Linked DNA regions of Sus scrofa: region 2 is linked to region 1. A link is a contact called in public HiChIP or PLAC-seq data. All regions are on one chromosome and are shown on one strand. Each heading gives the region's core, a stretch centred on a gene start, on an enhancer-like site or on the middle of the called end of the contact. The rest is flanking DNA. Distances are from core to core; before and after follow the strand shown. Region 1 overlaps C10H9orf3 (aminopeptidase O). Region 2 has its middle 52 kb from the start of FBP1.

Region 1 (3,455 bases), core at 326-2,825:
AGCCGGGCTAGGAATAGAAAGGAAAGCATTTCAGGCAGAGGGACAGGCTGTGGCTGGAAAGAACTTGGAACTTCGGAGGATCCCGAAAGATGTGTTAGACGTCAGAAGCTGTGGGGAGATTGGGGGTGTGACAAGACTGGAGATGCCATCAGAGGTCAGAGTAGTCAGGGCCTCACAGGAACCTGAGCTTCATGCTCAGTGTATCAGGAAAACGGTGGGTTTAACTCAGTGGCGGGGTAGGAATGGGGTGGGCGTGACACGATCTGGTTTGTGTTTTTACAGAATTATTCTGGCCTCTGGTTGGAGAATGGACTGACAGGGACAGGCGTGGTGGCAGTGGGATGGCGAGATCACAGGTTTGGCCGCAGTCCAGGCAAGAGGCTTCAACCAGGGTGGAAATAGTGATTGTGGAGAAAATGCTCTAGAGAAATGACAGAGCTTGCAAGTTTCCTGTGGGGGAGTTGTGAGGAAGAGGGAGGTGTCAAGGCTGACTCCCAAGTTCCTGGCCTACGCAGCGGGATGGGTGGGGGTGCCACTGAGGAAGGTGGGAGGCCAGGAGGAGCACATTTGGAAAAAAGACCCTGGGTCTGGTTTGTGTATGTTGACCTTTAAGATGTCACTTGGGGGTGTTCTGGCTGTGGCTCAGCGGAAACGAATCCAACTAGTATCCATGAGGATGTGGGTTCTATCACTGGCCTCACGCACTGGGTCAGGAATCTGGCATTGCCATGAGCTGTGGTGTAGGTCATAGACATGGCCCTGATCTTGCATTGCTGTCGCTGTGGCATTGGACAAAAGCTGTTGCTCTGATTTGACCCCTGGCCTAGGAACCTCCATATGCTGAGGGTGCTGCCCTTAAAAAAAAAAAAAAAAAGAAGAAGAAGAAGAAAATGCCACTTGGTGCCGTGCCTGGCACCGAGCACACCATAACGAGGAGCTTCTTTTTCAGGCGGTCATTTCAAAACCATAACTGGCCTTTGAGTCAGGAGGCTTAGGTTCTCGATGTGACCAGGCCCCCTTGCAGTAAACAAAGCTCTCTCTGGGCCTCGGTGTCCCCAGGTATAAATTGGAGGCGGTGGGACTGGATTGTTCTGTGCTCCCTTTCAGCTTTAATATGTCTGCAGTGCCGTGGAATTCTTTGGTCCTGACCACCTGGTATCCCGCTCTGGCCAGCTGGATGGGCTTCACAGAGGTCGATGAACTAGAACTCCTGCACATGGGTGGCAGTTTCTGGGGGAAGCTGACGCAGAGGGAGCTCCGGCCAAGGCAAACTGTGGCTCGCGAGGAGGCCTCGTGACGAAGGGGAAGGATGTGGTTTGAGGGGAGCAGCAGCTGCTGCTGTCACCAAAGAAGCATGAAATTTGCCGAGCCTCGGAGGAGAGCTCGGCCGAGGCTGGCCGTCTCTGAACCGGTGAACTCATGTGACGCAGGGCCCATGGAGAGATGGTGCTGGGCAGACAAGCAGAGGAGGGGAGACAATCGGATCTCCTTCTCTCCCGTGCCCTCCCCTGTCGTCCGCAGAGAGTCACTGTCGGAGTCAGTGTGGGTCTCGGGACAGACCCCCTTCGTTTATGGAGAAAGATACCAAGGTCAACCACAGCATCCAGGCAGCACAGCCGAAGCAGCACTCAGGCCTCCCCCCCAGCTGGTCCTTGCTTTCCTGCGCCACCAGGCTGCCAGCGACGATTCCTGGGAGCCGTTGGGGGCCCCGTTTTGGAAAAGGGGTCAAGTTTGGTTTGATTTGCCTTAGACCAGACCCCGGAGTGATTATTCTCTCCTCCCAACCTGCCAGTAGAAAAACACTTTCATTTGTCACACTTGGGGCCCTCTCCCCCGTCCCCGCCTCCTTAGTCACGAGTAAACCGGCTGGGCCTTGATTCCATAGGGATCCTTTTAATGTATCCACCTCCTCTGGGCTCCCCCGTGGTGATAACACTTCCTACCCTCCCGAAACAGGCTCCGCAGTTGAAGGCTGTGCCCATGTCTTTCATTTTCCTCAGAGGTGTTGGTTGATTTAAAAAAAAAAAAAAACAAAAAAACACGAACAATGGTTTTGTTTATGAGGAGCCGCTGAAAGGGAGCTTATTAGCAAAGCTGCTGCTTCATCCTGTGATTGTGGTTAGTTCGTGAGTAATCGAATTCCCTGGCCTCTTCTTCGGAAGCGATGACTGGTCAGTCTATGGCTTTGGTGTTGTTTCAGAGCAGGCAGATCACGCTACCTCCACCTAAGAGCTCCATTTGAAACGCCTCATCAGAGGATGGAAGCAAGGCTTCCTATGTGCCTATTGCACAGTAGGGATTTCTCTAGAAGTCGCTACTGGGTCGAGGCCTGAGCGGGGTCTCTAAAGAAAAAGCCTTGGGCCGAGGGCCTCCCGAGGAAGCCTCGGAGAGTCATAAGCCACATGAGGGGTGTGTTATATGCAAGCCAGGGAGAACATGGAGCAGAGGTTCATGTCCTGAAGATGAGGTGCACGGTGAGGTAAGCCATCCTTTACGAGGACCCGCTTCAAGGCTGAGAGACCACATTCTGAGCCAAGGGAGGGCTCTGTTTCCTGAGGCCACACATCTGGTTGACCTCCTTCCCATCTCCTTGAACATGCTGTGCTCATTACTGAAACAAGGGTCTCCCTGCTGTTGCTCCCCACCCTGGGGACACCCAGCCTGGTTTCCAAAGACCCTGCAGGTCCCGCCCCCTCCTACACGGCTCCCCTCAAGGGCCAGCTCCTCCCCGGAACTTTCCCCGAGAACCCTCGTCCTCATTGGCCCGCTGGTTTCCCAATTCCTTCCGTAATTGCCGTCTCACTTCCTCGCTTTCCCTCCGTGTTCTTTGCCGCTGTGCGCTCTTCCCTCGGGGTGGCGTGTCAGTGGGGGCAAGGGGGCTTTGCAGTTCTTGCGTGTTCTTTTCCATTGGCGAGCTTAATTAACGTCTTAAGGATAAAAGCCTGGTCTTGCATTTCTTTATATTCTCTTAGAGTAGCGGGTTTAATTCTGAAGACAAAATATGTGCTCATAAATACAGTCGGCCATCTGTATTTGCGGATAAGGGGAGCCAGCCATACTACACCATTTTACAGAAATAAGAGACCTGCGCACCCTGGATTTTGGAATTGGCAAGCATCCTGGAACCAGTTGCCCATGGATACCGAGGGGTGACTGTTCCTGCCTACTCACTGGAAAGAGTTCTCAGTATGTTTATCAAATAATAGATTTCGAAAAGGCATACTTTTGTAAAGTCTACCTGTGCCTATTTGTCAAATTACTTTCCAGATCGTATCACTATTTGATTTGGCTACATGTGACAGAAAACTCAAAATAATACTGACTTAATAAACATAAATTTTATTTCTTTCTCCATTGAAGAAAAAAAAAAAAAAAAAAGTCCAGGGTGGAGAGGAACTCACAGGGCAGGAACCCAGCCTTCTCTCTTGCTGCTCTACTGATTTTCATTCTCAAGG
Region 2 (3,534 bases), core at 404-2,903, 220 kb before region 1:
CTTCAGCCCCTTCTCTCCAGCCAAGCCCTTTCCATCCTTTTGAAATTTGCCCAGTCTCTACCTCCACTAATTTTTCCAGTCTGTAGGGCCTTTTCTCTCTCTTAAATTTTGGAGTTAGCTATCTTTTGATTGTTCCTTTGCTTTTTGCTTTTTTTTAAGGGTTGCACCTGGGGCATATGCAAGCACCCAGGCTAGAGGTCAAATCAGAGCTGCAGCTACAGGCCTATGCTACAAGCATGGCAACACTGGATCTCAGTTGCATCTGCAACCTGTAGCACAGCCCATGGCAATGCTGGATCCTTAATCCACTGAGAGAGATTAGGGATGGAACCTGTATCCTCAAGGATGCTAGTCAGGTTTGTAACCTACTGAGCCATAGCAGGAACTCCTGGGGTTAGCTATCTTTATCACTCAACAATCCAGAATCTCATACTGCCTTATGATATCCCTTTTATTACTGGATTAGTTAATTGTCACATATTTTCAACTAAATTGCAGAAAGTTTAAATAATGTGCAATGCTTGCATGTTAATGTCCCTAGCCCTGCCCCAAATCTCAAGGATTATTTGCTGAATGAAAAGTCGTGTTCTTAATGAATTCAACAGAGAATTAAGGTATTCCGTTGTATGCCAGGTAAAGAAGTAACAAGCAACACGAGAGTACCGGCTTTTAAATGTCTTGACTTCAGTGTTTAATTTGGCTGTGTTAGCTCTGGATCTGCTTTCAGCAGAACTTGGAATATTTTTTCCTAAACCTGAGTTTCTTGGCTGAAATGCTGTGGGGTTGCCACTCTGTAGTGAGACCTGTAACTATGCCATTCAAAATAAGTGAATTCTGTGTGGGGAAATAGAGCCAGCTCTGAGAACTTTGATTTTCTTACCTCCCAGATTTAAAGGAACAGTTCTACCCCCAGTGAGACAACAGATGGGGATGTTAACTTTTGCTCTCTACACGATATTTAGAAGGAAAAAAGGGGGGCAGAAACAGAGTAAAATAAATGATTTCCAGCATTCTCTGAATTCCTGGAACAATGTTGAAATAGACCTTTTTCTGAGGAAGGCATTATAAGCTATTGTGTTTGGCCCCTTCCGGAGTTATTTAATTTTTGCTTATTATTATTCCTACTGAAACATTTTTGGAACCCATCCGTTCCCTCTATTCTCATGAATATGGTCGAAAGAACTGTACATCACTGTTGGACCAGGTTCCAAGTCTGTCACCACACCCGGCTGTCTCCACTGTTCCTTTGTGGCTGGCTGATCACAAGTTCCTCATCATTTTACAGATGAAGAGGAACTCTGGTCAGTATCTGAGCACTTAGGAGTTCCTATTATCTTTTCCTTTAGCAATCATTTATTTGCATATTTCAAATCATTTATTTGAATATTCATTTGACAGAGGACTGAAATGAGACTCAGAAGCTACTGAGGGAAGAGATGGCACAACGCAGAAGTGACAGGCATTCGTCCATCAGGGGGGAACCCTGACCACTGGGATACAGGAGACAGGAAGGACTCCGGCAGACAGACTCCACCTCCTTCATGGAAGGGTTGTATCCCTTCCACTTCCAATCGGAAAGTGGATGTGACTGTTGTACAGTTTGCTGTTTCTCTTTGTGGTTCATTGTCCTGCTGGAGCCAGGGAAGTAATGTGTTACACTACAATGACTCGTATCTGTCCTTGCTTCACTGACTCCTTAGACTCACCCTTCACTGCCCTAGGTTGGCAGCTCCCAAATAAATTATCAGCACTTCAATCCCTGTCTCAGTCTCTGCTTTCTTGAGGACTGGGGCTGAAAATTAATTTATATTCCCAATTTATGAAATTGACTTACTGGTTTTAAAACAGTTCCCCGAGGCATGAAAAGAATAAGGAGTGTGGTAACATAAACTACAATTCAGAAAAGTATCTGAACATAAGCAGTGGGTAGGACATTTCTTATATATACAGAATATGAATCTATGTAGATCAAACAAGTTATTTTTTCACATGCAAAACAGAAAACTTCAAATCGAACATGTACTGTCTTCTATGTAACTTTGTCAAACTCTGGCACTATTTTCACAGAAAACACTGCACTCTCTAGCAGAACAATTACGTTTTTCTCGGCCAAGCATGAGATAACATTTTGGAGTATTCAATTTTGTTGCTCAAGCCAAAAAAGAGACCAAGAACCATAGAGAGAGACATTCAAACTCCTACCCCTTTAATAAAAACAAGTAGTATATTTTGCTGCCAAGAATCTTATAAGTCTCCAATTTATAAATGTCATGCCAGGAGAAAAAGCAGAATAACTTATTCACAAAATTCCTGTATGAAACCTCTCTGTGAACATCACATAAAATTCAATGGCATAAAATGTGGAAAAGCCATTGCTATCATATGTGTACGAGCAGTTTACCATAGAGTTGGATAAAAATGTTCACGTCCAAAGTATGAATCAACTTTTGGCCTATGTAAAATCAAGTTAGGCTAGACTACATAGAACAACAAATAAACCCTGAAACCGTGCCTTTATAAAGTCTGAGGCAGTGGGGCGACCCTCTTCTGTATAGCAGCTGGACTGTGCAGAACAAGGCTCTTCCAGGACCAATGCAGTGTGGAAAAAGATGGGGGAGGCCCACTGGCTCTTAAATACCTTGGCCTGCAGATGACACACTGGGAAATGCCAGGAACAAACAGTGTAGGAACAACGTACCATAGTCCCTGCCATAGTATTTGTATGAGGGAGAGGAGTCAATGATTTTTTTTTTTTTTTGGTCCTTTTTTTTTTTAGGGTCGTGCCTGTGGCATAGAGATTCCCAGGCTAGGGTTTGAATTGGAGCTGTAGCTGCCAGCCGATACCACAGCCACAGCCATGCCAGATCCAAGCCTCGACTGCGACCTACACCACAGCTCATGACAACACCAGATCCTTAACCCACTGAGCAAGGCCAGGGATTGGACCTGCATCCTCATGGATACTAGTTAGATTCGTTTCTGCTGAGCCACGATGGGCACTCCAGGAGTTAATGATTTTGTCATTGCTGGTTACCAGTGAGAACCCATGCAGTGGGAAGATGATGGCGGGACTGTTTGGTTAAATAATCTGGCATATGTGATGTGACCAGGAAAAGCTGCCTTAGGACTGTTGCTGATGGGGTATTAGCTCTGCGTCCACAAGAGGGGGCACTGCCAAGTAAAGAAAAGAGGCTTCATCTGAATGTCAGTCCACATTCAGGCTTATCCCTAGAGAACAGCCTGTGATGGAGAACCTGCTTCTGAGTCAGTATTTTGACTCAGAAAATTGCACCTGTAATCCAAATACATGTACTGAAAAAAAAGCTGTGGCAAGAAATCACAGTAAACATGAGACATTGCTTTTCCAAAATGAATATAACAGCTGTCAAAATAAAGAATGCTCACATGAGGGAAGTTCCCTAGTGGCCTAGTGGTTAAGGCTCCAATGTTGTCACTACTGTGTCTCAGATTGTTGCTGCAGGCCAGGTTCAATCCTTGGCCTGGGAATATTTGCATGTCATGGGCATGGCAAGA

What was found. HiChIP or PLAC-seq counts read pairs in DNA pulled down with a chosen protein or histone mark.
Region 2: an H3K27ac HiChIP or PLAC-seq map of alveolar macrophages shows a contact between it and region 1. The contact joins two enhancer-like sites. A contact is called at or near these places in 2 of 47 Hi-C or Micro-C datasets (embryonic fibroblasts and fibroblasts) and 1 of 2 datasets of contacts at active chromatin or transcription factors (alveolar macrophages).

The regions. Positions count from the first base shown.
Region 1 is chr10:27,315,386-27,318,840 of Sscrofa11.1, reverse strand. The region is part of intron 5 of C10H9orf3 (aminopeptidase O); the gene reads left to right. Among named protein-coding and RNA genes, the nearest start is that of C10H9orf3, 160 kb to the left of the region's middle. Within about 2 kb of position 1,575, at least 36 of the 83 cell types and tissues checked have an H3K27ac peak or open chromatin away from gene starts, as enhancers often do. A contact at or near this core is called in alveolar macrophages, where this site is marked.
Region 2 is chr10:27,534,835-27,538,368 of Sscrofa11.1, reverse strand. No RefSeq gene overlaps it. Among named protein-coding and RNA genes, the nearest start is that of FBP1, 52 kb to the left of the region's middle. Within about 2 kb of position 1,653, at least 5 of the 83 cell types and tissues checked have an H3K27ac peak or open chromatin away from gene starts, as enhancers often do. A contact at or near this core is called in alveolar macrophages, where this site is marked.